2 separate regions of the Mus musculus genome follow, and region 1 is linked to region 2. The links are chromatin contacts, called in public Hi-C maps. All regions are on one chromosome and are shown on one strand. Each heading gives the region's core, a stretch centred on a gene start, on an enhancer-like site or on the middle of the called end of the contact. The rest is flanking DNA. Distances are from core to core; before and after follow the strand shown. Region 1 has its middle 5.6 kb from the start of Gm34268. Region 2 has its middle 19 kb from the start of Commd9.

Evidence for each region. Hi-C and Micro-C count contacts between places; a contact is called where the count stands out from the background.
Region 1: a Hi-C map of cerebral cortex shows a contact between it and region 2, with 3 times the contacts expected there. The contact joins two enhancer-like sites. A contact is called at or near these places in 5 of 484 Hi-C or Micro-C datasets (cerebral cortex, cortical neurons, embryonic stem cells and 2 more) and 5 of 115 datasets of contacts at active chromatin or transcription factors (double positive thymocytes, embryonic midbrain, embryonic stem cells and 1 more).

What each region holds. Positions count from the first base shown.
Region 1 is chr2:102,249,516-102,255,591 of GRCm38.p6, reverse strand. No RefSeq gene overlaps it. Among named protein-coding and RNA genes, the nearest start is that of Gm34268, 5.6 kb to the right of the region's middle. Within about 2 kb of position 3,006, at least 23 of the 459 cell types and tissues checked have an H3K27ac peak or open chromatin away from gene starts, as enhancers often do. A contact at or near this core is called in cerebral cortex, where this site is marked.
Region 2 is chr2:101,902,344-101,907,868 of GRCm38.p6, reverse strand. No RefSeq gene overlaps it. Among named protein-coding and RNA genes, the nearest start is that of Commd9, 19 kb to the right of the region's middle. Within about 2 kb of position 1,883, at least 70 of the 459 cell types and tissues checked have an H3K27ac peak or open chromatin away from gene starts, as enhancers often do. A contact at or near this core is called in cerebral cortex, where this site is marked.

The sequences.
Region 1 (6,076 bases), core at 1,757-4,256, 350 kb before region 2:
AGCACAGAATCAGGTCTGTGCATCCCTGCGTGTCTCTTCAGCTTGAAGCATTAACTTCTTAGCAAGATAATTAAAGCACTCCAGGACCCAAGTTCCCATATAGCTATTCAACTATAACTGAGACTTCATCCCCTGCAAATGAAATCTGAACTGGCTTTCCTACAGGCAGGGCACTGCACGGGCCAGTAGTCCTATGCCCATCCTGCTTCATTGGTTCTGTCTAGAGAATATCACGTCCTTTAAGCCTTAGCTCAGGGGACACTCTGCACAAAGCCTCGCCCACACTCCATGCTGCAGGCAGAGGGAGGTGCCCTCTCCTCTGCCCACCACATGAAAATGAGCCAAACTGTTTATCTGACTGTCTCTCCAGGTATACACTGTCCTACCCCATCCTCATGACATTTCCAACGGGAGTGATATGACCTTATTGAATTTGACCCTGAGCTCTTCTCCTCTCTCTCCTCCCCATCCTTTCCTCTGCCTTTTCCTCTTCCTCCTGTTTCCCTCCTGTCCTTATATGAAGTCACACATTAGGAGATAAAAGCTTTGGGATGTAAAGAAAAAAAAAGTTCCAAAGATGAATGGTGTGCTTGGGGCCCTCTCTTGCTCTTTTTGTGTGTGCACATTCATGTGAGCATGTCCCAGAAGGCACTCTCAGGTGCCATCCATCCTTCGCTTTGAGACAGTGTCTCTCATTGGATAGAACACTAAGAGTCTACCTGGCACTGAGATTCTAAACATGCATGCCTGGCTATTCTTCTGTGGGTTCTGAGATTTGAACTTGTGTCCTTGGGCCTCGTGCTTATAAGGCAAGTACTTTTCCAACTGAGCTATCCCCTTAGACCCTTTCATTCTCTTCTCATCATGCTTTAGCTATCTGCCTCCCCTCTACCTCTGTGCCTTCATCTTTAGCTCCTGCTACAAAGCCCTCAAGATTTGGGGTCAAATTATTTATATGAGGAAATTTAAATGGCCACATAGTTGCCTATTGGACCTGATTGATAGGCAGGGCCACCTCATAGACAGATGGTCATCATGGAGATGGCTGTCATTTGGAAGAAACCCAATCCTCAAATTCAAGGAATGGAATTCCCACTGTATCACCATTGCAGTTTAGGAGAGGGAACCCAAGAAGGCAGCAGAGACATAACTAGCCTTCTGGAACCCTGTCACCCAGGCCGGCAGACATTCCCAAATTGAATTCTTTAATATTTAATATTTATTGATTAACAAGTGGAAAATACCAAGTTGATTGTTTATAACTAACTTATATACAGTCTCAAGAATTGAATCAAAGGGTGCTAGACGGGAGAAGCAAAAAGCAATTTCCTCCGAAAATTCAATTTGTGTTGTTCCCTGCATCTGATTTCCTTTGGGTTGAGCCTGATTTCCTTAAGACTTCCAAACTCCAAACTTGGATTGTCTCTGGAATCAAGGCTACACAGGAGCCATTTCTCCAGCTCAGACTGGGGTTCACAGAGGGGTCTACATCTTCACCTGTCAGGTGTGAGAGGGGAGCAGCTCTTAGGTGAACTCCTCACAAACCAGCATTGAGGGAGGAGCAAGGTCCTTGAATTCACAGCCTTAAGAGTTAGGCAGGTTCCTCTTTTGGTTCCATTAGGAAAGAAGAGAGCAATGAGCATGGTGGCACTTGGGAGGACTTCAGGGTTACATATTCTGAGGATATGTAAAGTTGCCCACTCATCAATCACACCCACGAACCTCACAGGCTGCTCTTTCAGCTTAGGTAGGCAGGTCCCCTCACTCCTTCCTTAACAGAACCCAGCCTTTACTCTCTGCAGGTTTTAGAGCAGCAGTTCTCAACTTGTGTGTTGCAACCCCTTTGGGGTGTCAAAACAACTCTTTCACGGGGGTCACAAATCAGCTACCCTGCATATCCTATTTACATTATGATTCATAACAATAGCAAAAACTACAGTTATAAAGTAGCAATGAAAACAATCTTATGGCTGGGGGACACCCTGATATGAGGAACAAAATGAAATGAATTAAAAGGACGCAGCATTTAGGAAGGTTGAGAACCACTGCTCTACAGAGACCTAAATGTGGATGTGAGCCTACCCTGCTGGAGGTGAGTCACCCATGCGTGCCTGGCATGGTTAATGCAGTGTTCATTTCGTGGCCAAAGGAATACGATATTCCCTCCTTCTCTCACATGGCATCTGTTCCACTGTCTCAGAATAGACCTGCCATCCCACCACACCTCAGAACCTTTGTACTGGCTGCCTCTCCTACTGGGATGTTTCCCATTCAGATCACAATGTGGCCGGCTCCCTCCCTTCCTTGAGGTCTCCATGCAAAGGTCTTGTGAGTTCTCCCGGCCACTCGGTCAATCTTTTCTCTGTTAACATGATGAAACACACAAAACTGAGTACTACTCAACAAAAGAGGCTCATTTGCTGAACATTTGGTAGCAAATTGTTCCAGCACCAGGACACTAGGTCTGCAAGAACCCCACCCCACCCCCACCCCACCCCACCTCACTCCCCCCCCCCCCAGCTGCACTATATCATATGAGAAGGCATCATGGCAACAGTGATCACAGAGGAGAGAATACCACTGCATCAGAAGCCAGAAAAGGCTCACTCTTATAATAGCCTCTTCTCAACAAATAGCTCAGTGACTCAGATTTGTCCTCGTGGCCAGAGACCAGGAGAGCCAGTCCCATCCCTTCCAGCTATGACCGTGGGTGAGCTAGGAGTTGACAGTGCTGAGAGCTTTGCCCCAGTGGTGTGGGTGCTGGAGAGCTGGCAGGCTGACAAACTCAGCTACCATCCTGGCCCAGATCCAGGGCTTTGGGTTGGACCATCCAAACGTATACCTCATCTTCGAACTGCTTGAGTGTGGAAGGGGTCAATCCTGCAGATCTAAAGTTGCAGGATCTTCATGACACAGGAGAACAACAGGATGTCTAAGAGGAGTCCCTCTGAGGATCCAATATTGATAGTGTAGCAGAAGCCAGAGGCCTTGAAACAAAACAGTGACTCATTGTAATAGACATTTGCATGGAAAGAAGTGGACAAAAGGGTATACTGTGGGGCACACTGTAACACACTGCTGCTTCCGCAATGAGATCTAGCTTTATTTATTTTGCTTTGTTTTGATTGTTGGGGTGCAGTTGCAAGGGCAGAGGGCAGATACGAAGGGATGGGGAGATGAGTGGGGTTGGGGTGCATGATGCAAAAAAAAGGATTAATAAAGGTTTTTAAAAAATTTTTAAGAGAATGTGTCTCTTAGATATTAATGCACCTTTTAGTATGGATCCACCTCCTCTTATATCACCACACTCCAAATTCCAGCACTGCCAGAAGCCAGCACCACCAACATCTTTACCATCTAGACCCCAGCACCACTCTCTCAGACCCCAGCACTATGCAAACCCACATGCCACCCAAAGCTTGGCATCATCCAGATTCCAGCACCACTCAAATCTCGGTGTCAACCATAACAAAGTATCACCTAGGCCCAACCCTCTCCAGAACCCAGAACCACTCAAATCCTAGCACCATCCTGACCCCAGCATCACCTAAATCCCAGCACCATCCAGACCCCAGCATCACCCAAATCCCAGCACCATCCAGACCCCAGCATCACCCAAATCCCAGCACCATCCAGACCCCAGCATCACCCAAATCCCAGCACCATCCAGACCCCAGCATCACCCAAATCCCAGCACCATCCAGACCCCAGCATCACCCAAATCCCAGCACCAACCCAAGCTCCAGAAGTGTTCCGAGCTTGAGTGTTCCTAACTGTTGTTCTGTGTTCCTCTTCTGTTTCCTTCGTGGCTCTGAGTATTGTTTATGTCTGATGCACTCTGCTATTTAACTTGCATATCTATTCCCAGTGGTGGAATGTAAGTTCCACAAGGCCTGATGCTCTTCTCTGTTTAATATGATTTCCCAGAAGTCAGAGGGGGCGCCCAGCACGTGGCAGCTTCCCAATAAACATTTGCTTCATTGACCACACTGCAGAGAGCTGTGTTTGGAATCCTGTCTGGGTTCAGACGTGTGCTCTGCAGTTTATAAATAATAAGATGTGGTGCATTACTTCCCCTCTCAGGGTCTCGGTTTTCTTACCTGGAAATGATGTATAATATTTATTCCATAGGGATCCAGGAAACATTAACAAGATGACATAAAAGACTGAACACAGTGGCTGGCTAGAAAACAAGCAGGTGTTTCATAATCAATCACAAGAATTTGGGGTTGGGGAAGTGATTCAGCAGTAAGAGAAGCTGAGTTTAGTTCCTAGCACTCATGTCAGGTAATGCATAGCTCCAGCTCCAGGGCATCAGATACCCTTTTCTGGCCTCCAGGGATGTTGTATTCACACGCACATACCTACTTATGCACACACATATACATACTTTCATTGAAGTTTTTTTTTATTGCAATAATTACAAAAGGTGGTCATTAAAAAGGAGATAAAAAAAAATAAAAGTCTGAAAAGTGCCTGGATTGTGAACATCACATACACACACACAAACACACACACACACATGCATGCATGCATGCATGCATTTATACACATATGCACGCATGTATACACACGTGCATGTAATCACATAAGCATACACACTCACACTCGTGCACACATGCATGAGCATGCACATGCACACGAGTGCATGGACACATATCCACTCCTTTATGTCCACACCAAAGCCTGTGCACAAAAGCTCCCAAGCTCTCATCCAGAGGGGAAGCCAATGAAGCTTGGCCGCTATCTCATTATTCTTCGCCTATCAGACTGGGTAAGAAACTTTGCAGACTGGTATGGCTTAGCAAGCACAGGCCTTGATCTTCACACAGCTCTGTGTCTTTCTAGCCCACCCTCCTGACCCTTATATTGTCCCTTCTGACTCTTCTCCAATGGGCTTGTCCCTTAAAGTCCTCTATATTCTGGCTACAAAGGTAATAATTAGAAGACAATGGGGAAACCCATGCAACTTACAGACCACTTTTTGCTGACAGAAGAGTGAGAGTGGTGAAGCAGAAATGCATAAGAAAGGGTTCAGGAGACACCCCTACAGTGAGGCCCTGAAGACCAGGCAGCAGGAAGTGTGGCCACGAAGCCAGCCCTGCAGAGGGATCTGGTGAGCTTGCAGTGCCACAAGGAAGCAACATCCTGGTGGGCCCTGGACCCTGGACCAATACCTATTAACTGTGAGAACCTCAGCAAATGGCATCACCTCTCTGCACCAGTTACATCATCTGTTGCAGGAGCTGTACTCCCCTGTAGGATTGTTGGAACGTTTTAAACCCAGACCTTCTGCTGTGTACGCTGCAAAAATCAAGCTGTCGAGGCTACTACTGATATAGACTATAAACCCAAAAATAGCCCTTGGCTTGTGCAGGACCCTTATCTGATGTGCCACAGGTTAGAGGCACCTAGCACAAAGCCTAGCATCCAACATGCATCACATCAGTGGCAGGCAAACAGTAGGCTGGTTTATTACCCCTCCAGTCCACAGAAGGGCAGCATGCAGCCTTTTGCTAGCATGGAACCAGCTTCAAGCAAAGCCATAGCCATGTTGAAGTTGACTTTGGAGTAGTGGGATGTGACGTCAACTGAGAAGCAGCTTTAACTGTTCTCATCACAGAGCTCGGACTAACTCAAGTTGTCCTGGACTTCTGCTTACCGAGCATGTTCTGGATTCAGGGTGAGACATCTTGTGGAGCCTGGGTGTGTATGTGCTCAGAATCATTGGGTGTCGTGATATGCATTTGGTTTAAGTGGGCCATCATTGTCTTTCTCCATTTAAATGTCTTTAAAATTAAAACAACCCTTTTAAAGCCAGTTGATTTGCTCTGTATAGAAGAGTCCCTTGATCTCCAACCTTTACCCTCACAGTCAGGAAACTCCACTGCGGGTGAGAGAGATGCTTTCTGTCCCACTGTAGCATTGGACATGGGAACCATTGAGGGTGGTGACTTTGTCTGTTAAACCCTAGGCTTGTATTAGGAGAAGTTGGATCCATGGACATTCTGTTCCTATACCAACTGGCCCAATGACAATGGCTGACAGATAGTCTAAACCCATCTGCATGATAGAC
Region 2 (5,525 bases), core at 634-3,133:
GGTCGAAAGAGACCAGGCTGAGCCTCAGCAATGCTGGGTCCTCCGCAGCTCGCTGACACAGTGAGGAAGGTCCGGGTGCCATCTGTGCTAGGGAAATGGTATCCTGGGAAACAGATGGCTGGACAAGCACACCCTCTGACTGACCAGAGCCCTACAGTCAGGTTGACCTTCCTGGGAGGTTTAGGATGGAGTGTTCTAAGAGGCTGTGGGCACAACAGTTGTAGTCCTTGTCATCACGACGTCCCCCTGTTGCTAGATCAAGAATGCTCTGGTTTCTTGCTTTTGGCTGCACTGTTCTAATGCCCCTCCCCCACCCCATTCTGCTTCTCAGGTTAGAAAAGGCCAGGAGCTAGTGAACACTGGGGATAGTTGCTTAGTCAACCTTTGGCACATTCAGGACATTCATTCATTCATTCATTCTCAGTCATTCATGCTCGCATGCATTCCAGTGAGTACTGACTGAGCATCTATAACTGCAGACACTGTCTTAGCTGCTAGGGACAAAATAATTAGCAAAACCTAGACTCTGTGCTTAAGGAAAGGCACATCAAGAGGACAGGTCACCACACCCTCAGAGGAAGCTGAGGCAGGAGAATCATGAATTTGAAGCTGGCCTGAACTATATAGCAAGACACTTTCTGACACAGTAAGAGAACAAGAGAAAAAAAATACATAATATGAGAAGTAGGGGGGACTCCATTCTTGGTAGCCAGACCCGTCCATGCCTGTTACCAACAACTTCTATTCCCTCCATCCTCAGAACTCTACCCTGTTAATTCAGATTTAAGTCAATTTCTTCAATTTTGTTCCAAAAGCTTAAAATGTAGGTGGAAAGCTGGTTATGAAGGACATTGAGTATCAATTCTGAGTTTAGCCTTCATTCTGGGGCATTAAGGAGCCATTAAGAATTTGGGGCAGGGGAATGCCATTAGACTCTAGTCAGACAGTGGGAGCAGCAGGAAGAAGGAGGAGGAGGGGGAGGAGGGGGAGGAGGGGGAGGAGGAGGAGGAGGAGGAGAAGGAGGAGAAGGAGGAGGAGGAGAAGGAGGAGAAGGAGGAGGAGGAGGAGAAGGAGGAGGAGGAGGAGAAGGAGGAGGAGGAGGAGAAGGAGGAGGAGGAGGAGGAGGACGGGGAGGAGGAAGGAGGAAGGAGGAGGAGGAGGAGGAGGAGGAGGAGGAGGAGGAGAAAACAGAAATAGGAGAAAGCTGTTGAGCCCGAAGCAAGGAAGTCCAGAAAGTTACCTGGGCTCCTCACCAGCCATGGGGGTGGGGGTCAGAACACAGCAAACCCCCTTCACACCAGAACTGGGGCATTCTGCACAGGGCCTTACCTAGAAGAGGCAGCACGCAGAGCAGACATGTACCCGCCATGGATGGGCACCCTCCCCGACTCAGATACCTTCATACATAATTAACCTCCTCCAAGCAGTGCTGTCAGGAAGAGTTAAGCTTAATCTCTTTCTTATACAGATGAAGAAATCGAGATTTAGTTCAAGCAGCCCTAGACCTGCATCCTGCCTCCACTATCCACCCATGGTACAGAAAGTTCTCTGCTGGCTGAATCCTGGACCTGTGGTTGCCGCGCACAAACCTTGTTTGGCGAAGCTGTGTCTGGCCGGTCCAAAGGTACAGATTCTTGGATTTACTAGCCTGTGGCAGATGCATCGGGGCATTAGGGGAAAAGTCCTGAAAGGGGTCCCTGGGAGTCTGTCCCTGCTACCACTTCTCCTTCTTCCAACCTTTGCTGCCCTGAGGAGATAACGAGATAACAGGCCTGGATCTGAGGGCCTCTTTTACAGGTAGCCTCTCCCTAGCCCGGGCTCTGGGAGAGGTCTGCTGCCACCTCACCTTTCCCGGTCTTTGTTTTCATTACTAAGACAGATGAGATCGAGAGAACAAGTGCGCCATCTGCTGGGCTTATCATGCAAGTTCCAGCTGCAGCTAGCCGAGCAGCAGGCGGCGATTGCCTTCCTGTTTGGATTTTAGGCCTTATAGTTAGTTTTTTTGAGTCACCTCAGAAGATAGTAAGACCTCGTGACCAGTGACATCTTTTATGAAATGAATCCCAGAGACAGGCTATCACTTTATAGCTGGAAACTCGGTACCGACAGGAACTGCCCATCATCCGGGTACTCAGGCTGTGGGACGAGGCTGGAGAAAGGCAGGCATTCGGCAGGACCACAGAAACAATGGGGAAGATCAGGCAGAGGGAGAAAGCCCACTCGGGCCTTTCCCAAGCATTCAGGGCCTGCAAACTCTCTCTGTGGAGATTAGGGTCCTCTGGCACCATCCCTGTACTACTGCCGTTAGCAATTTTTTTTCTTTTCTCAAAACTGCTTTAAAAAGAGGTGGGGGGAATTAAACCATAGAAATGTGAGCACCAAAGAAGATCGGATTGTATAAAGGTCATCAGTATGCAGTTAAGAATGTTCAGGAGCCAGGCGTGGTGACGCACGCATTTAATCCCAGCCCTCCGGAGGCAGAGGCGGGCGGATTTCTGAGTTCCGGGCCAGCCTGGTCTACAGAGTGAGTTCCAGGACAGCCAGAGAAACCCTGTCTCGAAAAACAAAACAAAACAAAACAAACAAACAAACAAACAAAAAACCAAAAACCAAAAAACAAACCAACCAAACAAAAAGAATGTTCAGGAATTATCAGGATTGGAAGTCGGTGGATACAGGCTGAAAACAGGTTAATGGCTTGAAAACCTTCAAAGTTCTAGACGGCCAATAGCTTCTAGATTAGAGCATAAGGGGTTGGAGAGGTCACTCAGTGGTTAAGAGCACAGGCTGCTCTTCCAGAGGACCTGGGTTTAATTCCCAGCAACCACATGGCAGCTCACAACTGTCTGTAACTCCAGTTCCAAAGAATCTGACACCCTCACACAGACATGCATGAAGACAAAGCACCAATGTACATAAAACTAAGTCCATCATTTTAAAACACACACACACACACACACACACAGAGCTATCCTCCTGGTAGTTAAAGAGAGTTCCAGGACAGCCAAGATTATACAGAGAAACCCTGTCTTGAAAATCCAAAACAAACAAACAAACAAAATTAAACAGAAACAAAAGAAACGAATGTAAAAGGAATGATAACTAATAAGAGTTCCTTGCTTGTGGTAACATTCTCACCACACTGGACTCACATCTTGGAAGTTTGTGAACAGCAGGCCAGAGAGCTTGACTAGCAGTGCCTGGGCAGGGGGCCTGTGTGTGTGCAGAGACCTCACTGAGTGGCTCACTCGGGTGTCCATTTGTCTTCACACTGAAAATCATCAGAAACGGAAGGCAAAGGACAACGATCAGGATCCACAGAGGCAGCCGGCAGGGCTGATCTAGGAGGGTTGGAAGTCACCACACTCAAGGCAAACTTAGGTCACCTGTGGGAAATCACAAACTTTCTTCCGCTACTGAATCGGCAGCGTTGGGGAGATGGCTCAGATAGTAAAGGACCTGGTTTTAGATCCCCAGAATTCAAGTAAAGAAGCTGGGGTGGTGGCACATGCTTGTGATCCCAGAGCTGGGAAGAGAGAAGAAGATGCCTGAAACTCACTGGCCCATCTGCCTTGCATGTTCAAGGATGATCCAAGACCGCGTCTCGGAAAACGAGCTGGATAGTTCCTGAGGAAGCTCCAGCCTCCACATGCACATACACACTCCAACACAGCCTCATCCAGCGGCATGGGCAGACACAGGAAGAGGCACGGGGTTGGCTCAATGCCCTGATCTCCTTTTTCAACCTCTGGGGTCTGGGTGGTTTGAAGCAGCTCGTGAGCTCTGGGTGCCTCACTGTCAAAGCCCAGGGGCTCTGTTGATCCTGGCAGGGAAAGGCAGCCTGGCTTTCTGGAGTGAGGCACATCTACAGGCTCAGAGACAGATACATTGATCAGGACTAAGCTGCTCGCCTCTGTGCTGTGCAAGTGGAATGTGGTGGCCAGCCAGGAGCACTGTCACCCCAGAGATTGATTGTCACCCTTTGATGGACAGAGTCTACATCCCAAATATTCCCACACCCTGGGGAAGGGACCAGAAAATCACCAAGCAAGAACCTCCTTAGAGATCAGTGGGGGAGAGGTTCTTCGGAAATCGTATTGACCCAACCCGAAATATAGTACCAGAAAACAAGTCTATTCTTGCAAACAAAGCAAACAACAGCAACACAATCAAGTCCCTTATACAAGCAGATTATGCAAGGGCACCAGACGTATGCAGACTTTTCCAGGTTAAGTTCAGTGTGACCTCACACCAGTGTCATTGCATTCAAATACAATATCCAATCTCCCAGACACCCATAAAGCTCCTTGTATTGAGTTCTTTGTGAATGGCAATGGGTGGTAGGAACCTGAGAAACAGGAATGTAGGGTCTCAGCAGGTTAAAGGAGTGGGAAGGAAAAAGGGATGAATTCTAGTCAAAGCTGAATCCTACTTGAGAACAGCAAGGGGCTGTCAACACAAAGTAGTGGGCTGGGGTTGAGGTCCATGACCTGCTGGGGAATGAAAATTATGAAATAGTCTGTCTCTACAGACAGGATCAATAGTCTCTCTCTCTCTAGATGTGACCCCAAAGAATTCAGGCCTACAATTTTAAGAACAGCCTACTGCTCCTTATTTTGTATCCCTATACACACAGCTTAGTGTAGCTCTTAGGCCTCATTAGAGAAGTTCCTCTGGGCAGTAGACAGGGGTTAGCACAGAATTCATGAGTGGTCAAAGTGCAGCGTGGAATCTGTGGAATTCTCAGCCATAAACAGGACGTCTGTATTACAGCCCCACCGTCGGGGCTCAGGGACCACTGCAGAGTGGACAAGAAGACTGTAGAGCCAAAGGTCAGAGAGGACCAGGCGCAGTCTCTCTGGACAGGACAGGACCCTGCGGAGGAACTCATCACAGCTATAGTTGTCCGGGCAAGATGAACCCAGTCACCAATCCAGAAGAGAGGGAGGTGGGATCATAATCCCCCACTCCTAGAGATATTGACAATTAAAAGCTTCTGGGAGAGGAAGAGTCCATTTTAAGGGCGTGGCCCCTGTTAAGTCAACCATCTACCAAGAAATGGCCCTACACCCATAAATGTATAGAGAGCACACATTTGATATAATGGGTTATCTTTAAAAAACAGAAGACCAAAAGAAAGGACAAAAAGTTGGGAGGGGATGGAGAGGTGGGGGTGGGAAAGAGGTGAAGGGGGTATAAATATGACCAAGATGGACTGTATGAAATTGTCAAAGAATTAATAAAAATATTTCTTTATGAGATCGGGTCGCTCAACATGAGAAGGAAGCTTAGTCTTGACTTCCCGGTATCTTGCTGGGAAGCCAGAGGTTAGATTTCTTATCTTTCCTGCAGATTCAGAACCAAGCCAGTTAAAGATCTTCATCTCTTGCAGTCCTGTATCTCAGAGAGCAAGCTAGAGAAACCTGGCCCTCCATCCTAATGAGGCCATTTACCAGCAGGTGAGCGAACCTCTGTGAGCTGGCTGTCTCATCCATAAAGGCAGGAAAACAGCATCCATCCCCACA